2 separate regions of the Rattus norvegicus genome follow, and region 1 is linked to region 2. The links are chromatin contacts, called in public Hi-C maps. All regions are on one chromosome and are shown on one strand. The core of a region is the stretch at or near the end of the contact, and the rest is flanking DNA. Distances in the headings are between cores, read along the strand shown. Region 1 overlaps Cadps (calcium dependent secretion activator). Region 2 has its middle 180 kb from the start of Cadps.

Region 1 (5,230 bases), core at 1,291-3,790, 430 kb after region 2:
CTTGGGGTGGGTGAAGGGATCATGACTATGGTGTCAGGACCATGGCTATCTTGCCCTGGCAAACGGAAAAGAAATAAGAGCATATTGAGAAAAGACAAATCTGTGCATTGGTATCCAAAGGTCTCAGCAAAGCAGCAACCAGGAACATTTGAAAAGAGGAGGGCAGCTGAGTCTCTAAAACACACTCGACCAGAGGTTGGAGATGCTTTGTGAGGGGTTTTTAAAGAAATCTTACCAGGCCTGTCTTAAACAGTTCTATGGAAAGCTGTGTTAGCAAAAGTCATTACTATCCCCATCCTAAGACAGATGGGTGCTCTGATGCAATCCTCCAACATCTGCAGCTGGATGAGTGTGTAAGGACAGAGGGGGAAGTCTGGGAGCAAGGCTGCAGAGATGCAGGGCCAGCCATGCTATCCTAGCAGCTCAGCAGAGAGCAGCAGCTCCTAGTTCTGTCCGGAGCTCTGTGGATGAAGTTGGAAGAGGTGACCAGGGTTTCTCAGGCTCTCCAGGACTCAGATTTGGAGGGGCAGTTAATTCTTGATTGCAAGGAGGTTGCCGTCACCCTCAAAGTCTAACAAGTTCTAAAATGCTCTTGAAGACGAGAAAGGAAAGCTGAGTCCAGAACACAGGCTAAGTGGATGCTAATAACGTGTGTACCCCAGTGGTGACCACCTGGAAGTGCCAACAGACACACTAAATGTCTGCAGAGAGAGAAGGACAATCCTCCTCCTTGGAAAACCATCGATGTAGCCATTAATTCATTTTATCCGCTATCTCAAGGCATTTGTATGTTTCCATTCACTGGATGAAACAGGTGCTCAGAAAATGGCGAAGTTAGGGTCTGTGTTCCTCGTTCTTACCCCTCTGTCATCAGATCTGGATGCCTGAGGGACGACTCAGAAAACCATCACTTTAATACTGATGCCTTTTTACTCTTCAAAAATTGTGACGGCAACAACATTTGGGGGGGGGGCGGGATGTGTGACGTGCATACGTGTGTTCATGTGTGCAAGGGTGCATCCGTTCAGTGTTGGCTCAGTGGTTAACAGTTCTGGATATTTTTCCGGACAACACAGGTCCCAATTCCAGGCACTCTCCTGACAGCTCACAACATCCCAGGGCATCCAATGTCCTTTTTTGGCCACCATGGTGCACCTACATACAGTCATGCAAATTACACATAAACATAAAATAAAAAATGAAATCTTAAAAAAAATTATAAAAAGTTGGCAAGTGAGGTACAGCTAGGAGCAAGGGGCCTAGCAAGGCACAACCAATCAAGCTCAGATGATCCTCGACTTCTATTATCTTAAGGGGCCGAATGAATACAAATTCATTCTGGTCAAGGTCGTTTCCTGAGGGCATCTAAGAGTAAAAGATGATTAAAGGGCTTCAATCCAGAAAGTGGGGTATTGGGTCTCAGTATTCATTAACCATGAAGGAGTTACCAGCCACCAATAAAGAAAAAGCAAGTTCCTTCTCAGAGCCTCGTGCTCTGCTCAGGTGCTGGAGAATAAGGCCTGGGGTGGCCCCGTTTGCACCTAGTGTCTGTCTCTGTGGGTTCAGAGTCATTAACCAGGGACAGAGCCCTGTCACATAGACGCATTCTCAGAAGCAACTTCACGGTGCCCTCAAGTGTGGGGCTCTCCTCCAAAGAAGGACGTGCGCTTTTTATATATTGTTCTGCTCTAAATAAACAAATCAAGAACCCCATGGATTTTATTAAGTACCCCTGTATTAGTCAGTTAACTCACTGGATTCAAATAGTAGCTAAGAATGCAGAACGCTCGCTGTGTCCTTAAAGATTTCTAAAGGGCTGAATTTTTTTTCTTAGCTAAAATGTCGCTGCAGTAAATGGAAATATACTTGGGCATGTGGAATTCAAATGCACCATAGCCGAATTGTAGCACTCTCTGGAAGTTGACCAATGACAAAGCGAGGGAAGCATTTACAGCCTAAGCCTGCCATCTAGTGGCTACATCCTGTCATAACTCCCTGGTTTCCAATTTTTGCTTTGTTTTTTCTTTTACATACGTCTCACGCTCCCTTACAAAGATGAAATTATTCACAGGTCCTAGCACGTTTGTATCCTTGGTTATGGTTTAAGTAGTGAAAAATCATATAAGAAGGAATCAGAATCCATTAAAAATATACAAGCGACTGATCCTTTGGAAGATACGTCAATGCATTTTAAAACTTGATCAACACCCATTGTCTACTTTTAAAATCCTAGCTAAAGCTGGAGGGCATGTAAGTATCATGTTGTGGAAAATAATCCTACCTGCCTATGCATATGGACTTAAGGGAGCTGAGGGGAAGGGAGTCTAGTAATGGTGTTCAGTTCTTCTAGCTGGCCGCAATATTCCTGCTCCTGAACGTTCCACATTAAAAGAATACAACCAATCTTTGTGGTTGAACGTGAAGGGTGTTCAAAAAGTCAGTCGTTTTATTTTGTCTTTCTTTCATGTCCCAAGTCGTCTGAGATAACGGGGAGGGCCTCCTGGACAAGCCACATTCCCTGGACCTACAGACCACGTGACAGGCCAAGGCAGCACCAGGGAAGCAATTATAGGCAAGTGGGAAGTAACCACATCACACAGATGGCTGGCAGAGTGAGATGAATAAGGGCTGGAATTTTCCAGAAAGACACAGTGTGTGGGGGAGTCGGACTTACGTAAAAGTGGAGAGCTATTACCAACGAGGAGAATTTGACATCCAGAGACCATGAGGCCACCACTTAAACCAAAAGGGAGAGTTTGGGGGAGCACTTCATGCTTTGAGATTAGTGTTCTGGTAGGACTCTGTGACATCGGCAACTCTGTTTCCTGTGGGCAGTCGTTTGTCCCAACAACCTCCTGGTACCCCTCTCTCCTTACCCCATCCCTCCACTTAGATAACAGGCAGGTCCCAGAACAGATCACTGAGAGTTCACTTCTAAGAAGCGTCTCTGGCTTTCCTGCCTCTGTGGATTTGACTAGAACTTTCATCCATCCACACTGCCTAAGGAAATCTGTCATTGCGTGGACAGAGATCCAGTGACTGGGGTGAAGCTGCTAGGCCAAGAAGGGGGTCTGTTCATTCATCTCGTCCATAGTCAGCATTTTCACATTCAGTGACATAGCAGAGGAGGGACAGGCTTACTCAGCATTTCAGAAATAGACCTGAGAATAGGAATGTAGCTGCCTCATTCTCAGCCGACTGCTCCCTCCAGTCCACCGCCTGCATCCTGAGGGAGTAAAGGGAGGCGAGTTTCTCTCCTGTTCTAGAACTGCTGCAGTGGGTAAGGGCTTCTGGCCAAGCCCACAGCTGAGAGATCAATCCAGAAGCAGATGATGGCAGCCAGCTCTAACTGGAGCTCCAGATTTGTGTATTTCGGAGCAAGGTGCATTCACTTAGTGCAAGCTCAACTCTCAGTAGGTAAGTAGAGGTACATTAACACGGGCTTGGACTTCAATCCCACTGAGGTCTACATTAACACGGGCATGGACTACAACCCCATGGAGGAGAGCTACATTAACACCGGCTTGGACTTAAACCCCACAGAGGCCTTTGTCTAACTTCTTTGAACCTTACTCTACAGTCCTATAATGCGGGAATAGTATCAATGTCTGCTCTGTAAGTTTGTCGGAACGGTTAAACAGCACAGTATTTACAATGGCTCCTACCATGCTGACTACTGACTGAACAAGTTCAACAATATTACAATCATCGTCTTAGTTGCTGTGTAGGTGAATGGCCTTAACCAAGCTACTTACCCCGCAAGTCTCAATGTGTCCACAACAGCAGTGAAAGCCCCTTCCCAAGCCAGTTTAATAAGGCTGAATTAAAGCACTAACACATGAACCTCCATTCGTGTTCCTAAGCAGCCTCTAAATGACAGTAGCCGTTCATGCCTGTTTGACATCTTGTCCTTCCAAAAGGAGGGTCTGGATTTGTCTGGCTGAGTGGTTTTCTTTCCAGTGGGGTTAAATAAAGCAAAATAATAGAAACATATCTCAGTTCCCTCAAGAGGTAAAGGAGATCACCAGCCCCAATAAATAATAAATGCTCTTTTTACAAAGGACACAAATGCAGGGTTCCAACTGGGCAGCATAGGCTTCCTGCTGCCGGACACAGGAAACAAACAAAGCCAACAGAATACTCCGTATTCACCACCTCAAACCAGAAGGTGCACCCTTTAGCAGTCTCTCGGTACAGTGGCGTGCTCATGGGTTCTGCAAAGCCCCTCAAAGAGACAGGAGCAGAGAGCAGGACATGAAACACAGATATTACGTGGGGAAGTGTCAACTATGAACAGGAAAGGAGGTGCACATCAAAAGTACTTTTATGGCTCTTATAAAGTGCACAGTTAGACCTAAGGGATGCTAGAACCAAAGATCACATAGGAACAACAGACCTAGCTAACTCTGCTGTGTGCATCTGCATTCTGTTGCTGTAAAAAAAAAAGTCTCTGATTTCAGGTGATTACGAAAGAGGTGCACATTCCTCAGCTGAAAATTCTTTGTTTAGCTCTGTACCCCATTTTTAATAGGGTGATTTGGCTCTCTAGAGTCTAACTTCATGAGGTCTTTGTGTATATTGGATATTAGCCCTCTATCAGATGTTGGATTGGTAAAGATCTTTTCCAATCTGTTGGTTGCTATTTTGTTCTAAAGACAGTGTCCTTTGCCTTACAGAAGCCTTGCACTTTTATGAGGTCCCATTTGTCAATTCTTAATCTTAGAGCATCAGCCATTGGTGTTTTGTTCAGGAAGTTTTCTCCATTGCCCGTGTGTTTGAGGCTCTTGCCCACCTTTTCTTCTATCAGTTTGAGTGTATCTGGTTTTATATGGAGGTCCTTGATCCACTTGGACTTAAGCTTTGTGCAAGGTGATAAGAATGGGTCAATTTGCATTCTTCTACATGCTGACCTCCAGTTGAACTAGCACCATTTGTTGAACATGCTATCTTTTTTCTATTGGATGGTTTTAGCTTCTTTGTCAAAGATCAAGTGACCAAAGGTGTGTGGGTTCATTTCTAGGTCTTCAACTCTATTCCACTGATAAGTACCTAAAGAAATGTTCAACATCCTTAATCACCAGAGAGATGTAAGTCAAAACAACCCTGAAATTCTACCTCACACCAATCAGAATGACTAAGATCAAAACTTAGGTGACAACAGATGCTGGCAAGGATGTGGAAAAAGAGGAACATTCCTACATTGTTGGTGGGATTGAAAGTTGGTACAACC
Region 2 (5,120 bases), core at 2,108-4,607:
GAGGGGAGAGCAAAGCTACACTGTAGAGTATTGTCTCTGTTGAAATTTACTTTACACTCCAGAATGGATAAGATGACTTTGAACATAATAGCAAACATAATTAATTTAATGAGATACTTTTTTAAAAAAGATTTATTCATTTATTATATATAAGTACACTGTAGCTGTCTTCAGATACACCAGAAGAGGGCATCAGATCTCTTTACAGATGGTTGTGAGCCACCATGTGGTTGCTGGGAATTGAACTCATGACCTCTGGAAGAACAGTCGGGTGCTCTTAACCACTGAGCCATCTCTCTAGCCCCTTTAGTGAGATACTTAAAAGATATAAAAGGCTTACTGTATATTAGGTAAAGCAATAAGTGTTGCTTTGTTTTATTTAATCTCAAAAAATAAAATTTAAAAGTAGGTATTAGGGTCTCCATTTTAGAGATGGAAAAACAGCACAGTGACCCTGCCTGCTCCTCCCTTTTGGTTGATTTCATTCATTTGGAGTAAGGTTTTGAGCTCAGGTCTGATTACCTTAAGGCTCTCACTATTTGGCTCTCTGTTGTGCTGACTGTCTGGTTTTTCATACATTAAATGGGCACTTAAAAGTCCTGGCTACAAATTTTGAGATCTTTCCAAACAGAACACCATCTCCATAGCCTTTTGCTCTCAGGTGGTGACAATTTAGTTGAAGATCAGCATGCAGAGTCCTAAGGTAATGTAAGGTTATGAACTGTGACAGTATTAATTTTCTTGTTTATTTGCTTATTTTGCATCTGTAGAGATACCTCTTTGACAGATTTTTCTTCCCACAAATATAATGGTTTTAAGCCTTGAGAATGTTTCTCAATGTCCTTGATTTCATCAGGATAATCTGTTGTCTACTGACAATTAATAACCACACAGCACTCAAGGATATAAACCAATTCTTAGTGTCAAGGATTCTAAAGTAGCAGAGAAGGTCCAACTCTGCCCGAAGGAGCTGGGACACACTGAAGAATACAATGGCTGAGAGATAGACCTTGGGACAGGAGTTGTGAGGCAGCATTTCACTCACTTGCACTTCCGCAGTGATCTGGTGATATGGCTTCCTATAGTCTTGGGAGATGACATCTTAAATGTGTTGTCCTATATGGGGACATGGAGAGAGAACTAATGCTCTTGGTCTTTGAAGTCATGTGATAATTTTTTATTTATGCTCTATGCACAAGTGGGAAATGGAGAAATCCCCAAGCTCAAGAGAAGGAACTAGACTACTTCTGAATTTAGTAAGTATGGCCACAGTACTGACAACTATATAGGATGAGACAAGCTATAGTGTCAATCTTCAGAACATGCAGGTGTTTCAACTTTCAGCTCTGCAGTTTCTGTATTCTATGTACCTCAATGTAAAGAGTATTGACCGCCTTCCTAGAAGTCAAAAGCTTCTCTGATTCTCTCAAATGCCAAGACAATAAGAAAGTAGAACTTAGCCAAGGAGGTCTTGAGCATCCCCATATGCAGTGCACTTCTAAGGCTGAACTTTGAAAGAAGATTTTGAGACTTTCCAACAGTCCCTTGGTAGGTGAAAACCAAGACAGTCTTAAAGTCCAAGTCCAAGTGGATCAAGGACTGCCACATAAGACCAGATGCACTGAAACAAATAGAAGAAAAAGTGAGGAAGAGCCTTTAACACATGGGCACAGGGGAAATTTTCCTGAACAGAACACCAGTGGCATACGCTCTAAGATCAAGAATCAACAAATGGGACCTCATAAAATTGCAGAGCTTCTGTTAGGCAAAGGATATTGTCAATTAGACAAAACAGCAACCAACAAATTGGGAAAAGATCTTTAGCAATCCTACATCCAATAGAGGACTTATATTCAATATATACAAAGAACACAAGATGTTAGACTCCAGAGAATCAAATAGCTCTGTTAAAAAATGAGAGACTGAGCTAAACAAAGAATTCTCAACTGAAGAATATTGAATGGCTGAGAAGCACCTAAAGAAATGGTCAACATCCTTAGTCATCAGAGAAACACAATCCTGAGATCCTGCCTCACACCAGTCAGAACCCAGATCTGACTCAACTCATTCAAACCAGATCAAAAACTCAGGTGACAACAGATGCTGGAGAGGATGGCCACCCAGAGTCAGACACCAAACCACTAAGATACAATCCAGAGACCACACGAAACTCAAGAAGTTGAAAAACCAAAGAGTGATGCTTCAGTCCTTCTTAGAAGAAAGAACAAAATATTTCCTGGAGGAAATACAGAGACAAAGTGTGGAGCAGAAACTGAGAGAAAGGTCATCCAGAGATGGCCCTACCCGGGGACAGACACCAAAGCCAGACAACACTGTGTATGCCAAGTGCATGCTGACAGAAGCCTGATATAGCTGTCTCCTGAGAGGCAGGGTAGGGAGACAGGAGAGATTGGGGTTAGGGGACACTGTCATAGAGGTAGGGGGAAGGGATGGGGGAATTCCAGAGGGGAAATCAAGAAAGGAGTTAGCATTTGAGATGTAAGTAAAGAAAATATCCAACAGAAAAGAAAACGTTCATTTTTTTAATTAAATATATTCTTACAAAGTTCTCTTAGTATTTATTTACGCCTCAGAGCCTATTTATGTAAAAGTCACTCTGTGTTCTCTGGGGCAATACTTAGACTGAAGACAGACACTGCAAGACACAGGACATCTTTCATCCATTCAGCCAGTAGTGGAGCAAGGACTTTGATCCAGTTATTTCAGACAACCACGGGTTCAATTTTCTTTGCATATGACTTAGTTTTAAACTCATTTTTATCATCAAAGTCTCTTTGTTTCTAGTAAAAACTATTTTAGAAAGTTGCCTGATGAGGGGGTAAGTCATGTCCATTGTAGGAGCTACAGTCACAGGTGGATCCTAGAGCATGACTAAGAACTGTAGAATGTGGGGTTGGGGATTTAGCTCAGTGGTAGAGCACTTGCCTAGCAAGCGCAAGGCCCTGGGTTCGGTCCCCAGCTCTGAATAAAAGAAGAAAAAAAAAAGAACTGTAGAATGTGCCTCTTTTTCTCCTTTGATCTTCTGTTTCTCTCTGGTCATTAATACGTAGACACTCCCCATGAGATGATAGAAAGCTACAATCAGGTGAGGTGTAAGTGAAGTCTTCACAAGCAGCTTGGATTGCACAGTGAAACAGGTAATAGATGATTTCCTAACAGAATCTCAAGGTGAAGCATCCAGTGGAAACTTAACCAGACAGGCAGAAACATCAGGTGCTGAGTATGTCCTCATTTTGCAGATGTAAAATCTTGTAGCTGGCGAGAACAGATCTTTGTTCCATTTTTATCCATTCCTTCCCCCTGGCTCTCAGTGTTCTATGATTGCATCTGTTCCTCCTTCCTTAGAGGAAAAGAGTTGACAAATTTATTCATACTAAAGTGTGAGTCACTCAATCACCAGGAATCCTTGCATTCTAGTTTCTATAATGAGCATTTGCCTATTTGACTGCTATCTGCTGAACATTCATATGTGAAGGGGAGATATATATATATATATAATATATACATAACATACATACATATACACTGATATATATAATCAGTCATGGGTGAAATAAGACAATCACATCTTACATATTTTAGAAGTGTTAATGTAATAAAAATAAGCCATTTCCACATTATAGGAAATATATGGTTACCAGAGAGAAAAGAAACACCTAAGTATTTTCAAATTCAAAGAGCTCATAAAACTGAAGCTATTTTCTGTCTTCTGGGCTCCAGTGCCCTAACTCTGTGATGTGACGCAAACCCAGAATTATTATTTTTATTTTGCTGATAGTTCAAGAACATGAATTTGGTCACTGATTAAACCTGACGTGATTGTTCTATAATGTCTACATTTTCAAAGTCACTGAATCTCTTGGGAAAGAACATGTCCTGGGACAAGCGTGACCTGCCCTTCAAACCACTTTCTAATAGGCATTACTCTGCCCTTTTACACCCCACCCCTATTTCCTAGATAGTCACATGACTCACCATAGGAGGTTTGTCTGGTACTCTGTGTATATACCGTTAGTGAGAATCTCCTCACAGTAAAGGCTGCCTGTCTGAGGAGGTTTCACCTAGCTGTGTGGAAACACACTCTTGCAGGTCCAGACAGAAGGCTGGAGACTGAATGCCTTCAGTGCAGCCCTTGTCCAGTGTCAGATGACCTTTGATGAGTACCAATCTCAAGCTCTTTCCACATCACAGGACCTCTCCCATCATGTGATGCATTTGCCAGCACCATCTCTCAGCTCCTCAAGGATACTGGGATCCTCTGCCCGTATAGAGTGTCTGAAAGTGTATCTTGTTGGCTTTCTTACCTCTCACTCTTCTACTAGTGATTTCTGTCCTGTTTCCATATAAATTACAGCACATTAACATTTGTCTAAAGGCCTTCTGCTTAGAAAGCCCAAAGTGAGTCCTCGTGTGTGTTTGTTTGGACTGGTCCTAGACTGCTGCCATGTTTAACGTTGATCTTAAAGAGAGTGCTAATACTTGCCTTCAGATATATTGCCAACAAAGGGGCTCCAAATAAGAATCTAAAGAATTAAACCAAGGACTCCTCCATATCTATGACCTGTAAACCTGACCAAGTGCTCTTGCCTATAAATCAGGAGATAGAGACTTTATTACTATATCTTTACCATCACTCTGAGACATTCACTCAACCCAGCTCGTTGCGAATAAGAAGGCGGTAGGGAAGGAAGAGACTGAAATTAAAATGTTATTGTGCTAAAACAGTCATAGAGAGTGCAAAGAGTGTGTTTATTATGCGGAACGCATCAGAGCAAGAAGAGAAATTCTATTCTTAGGAACAAGACAGAAGTGGAAAAAGCCCAGCCAAACCCAGGCAGACCTGGAGGTTTACGCCACAAGAGAACCAGTGAGAAATGACTTGGGGATTTAATTCCCATGCTCAGTCTCTCCCTTCTTCATCTACTCTCAGATGTAACAAATCCTTCTGATGATAATTGCAATGTGTGCCTATTTACAGTGATCTGATGGGGGTGTAGGGCATCCTATTTTGGATTCTATTGATTACCCTCCATCCTGATTAATAGGCTTTCAGAAGAGCCAAGAGAGTAAATAGAAACTCCAACACTTTGCTCCTTTCA

The links. Hi-C and Micro-C count contacts between places; a contact is called where the count stands out from the background.
Region 1: a Hi-C map of frontal cortex shows a contact between it and region 2, with 4 times the contacts expected there. The contact joins two enhancer-like sites. A contact is called at or near these places in 2 of 12 Hi-C or Micro-C datasets (frontal cortex and liver).

Annotation. Positions count from the first base shown.
Region 1 is chr15:14,966,396-14,971,625 of GRCr8, forward strand. The region is part of intron 6 of Cadps (calcium dependent secretion activator); the gene reads left to right. Among named protein-coding and RNA genes, the nearest start is that of Fezf2, 240 kb to the right of the region's middle. Within about 2 kb of position 2,541, at least 13 of the 93 cell types and tissues checked have an H3K27ac peak or open chromatin away from gene starts, as enhancers often do.
Region 2 is chr15:14,539,759-14,544,878 of GRCr8, forward strand. No RefSeq gene overlaps it. Among named protein-coding and RNA genes, the nearest start is that of Cadps, 180 kb to the right of the region's middle. Within about 2 kb of position 3,358, at least 6 of the 93 cell types and tissues checked have an H3K27ac peak or open chromatin away from gene starts, as enhancers often do.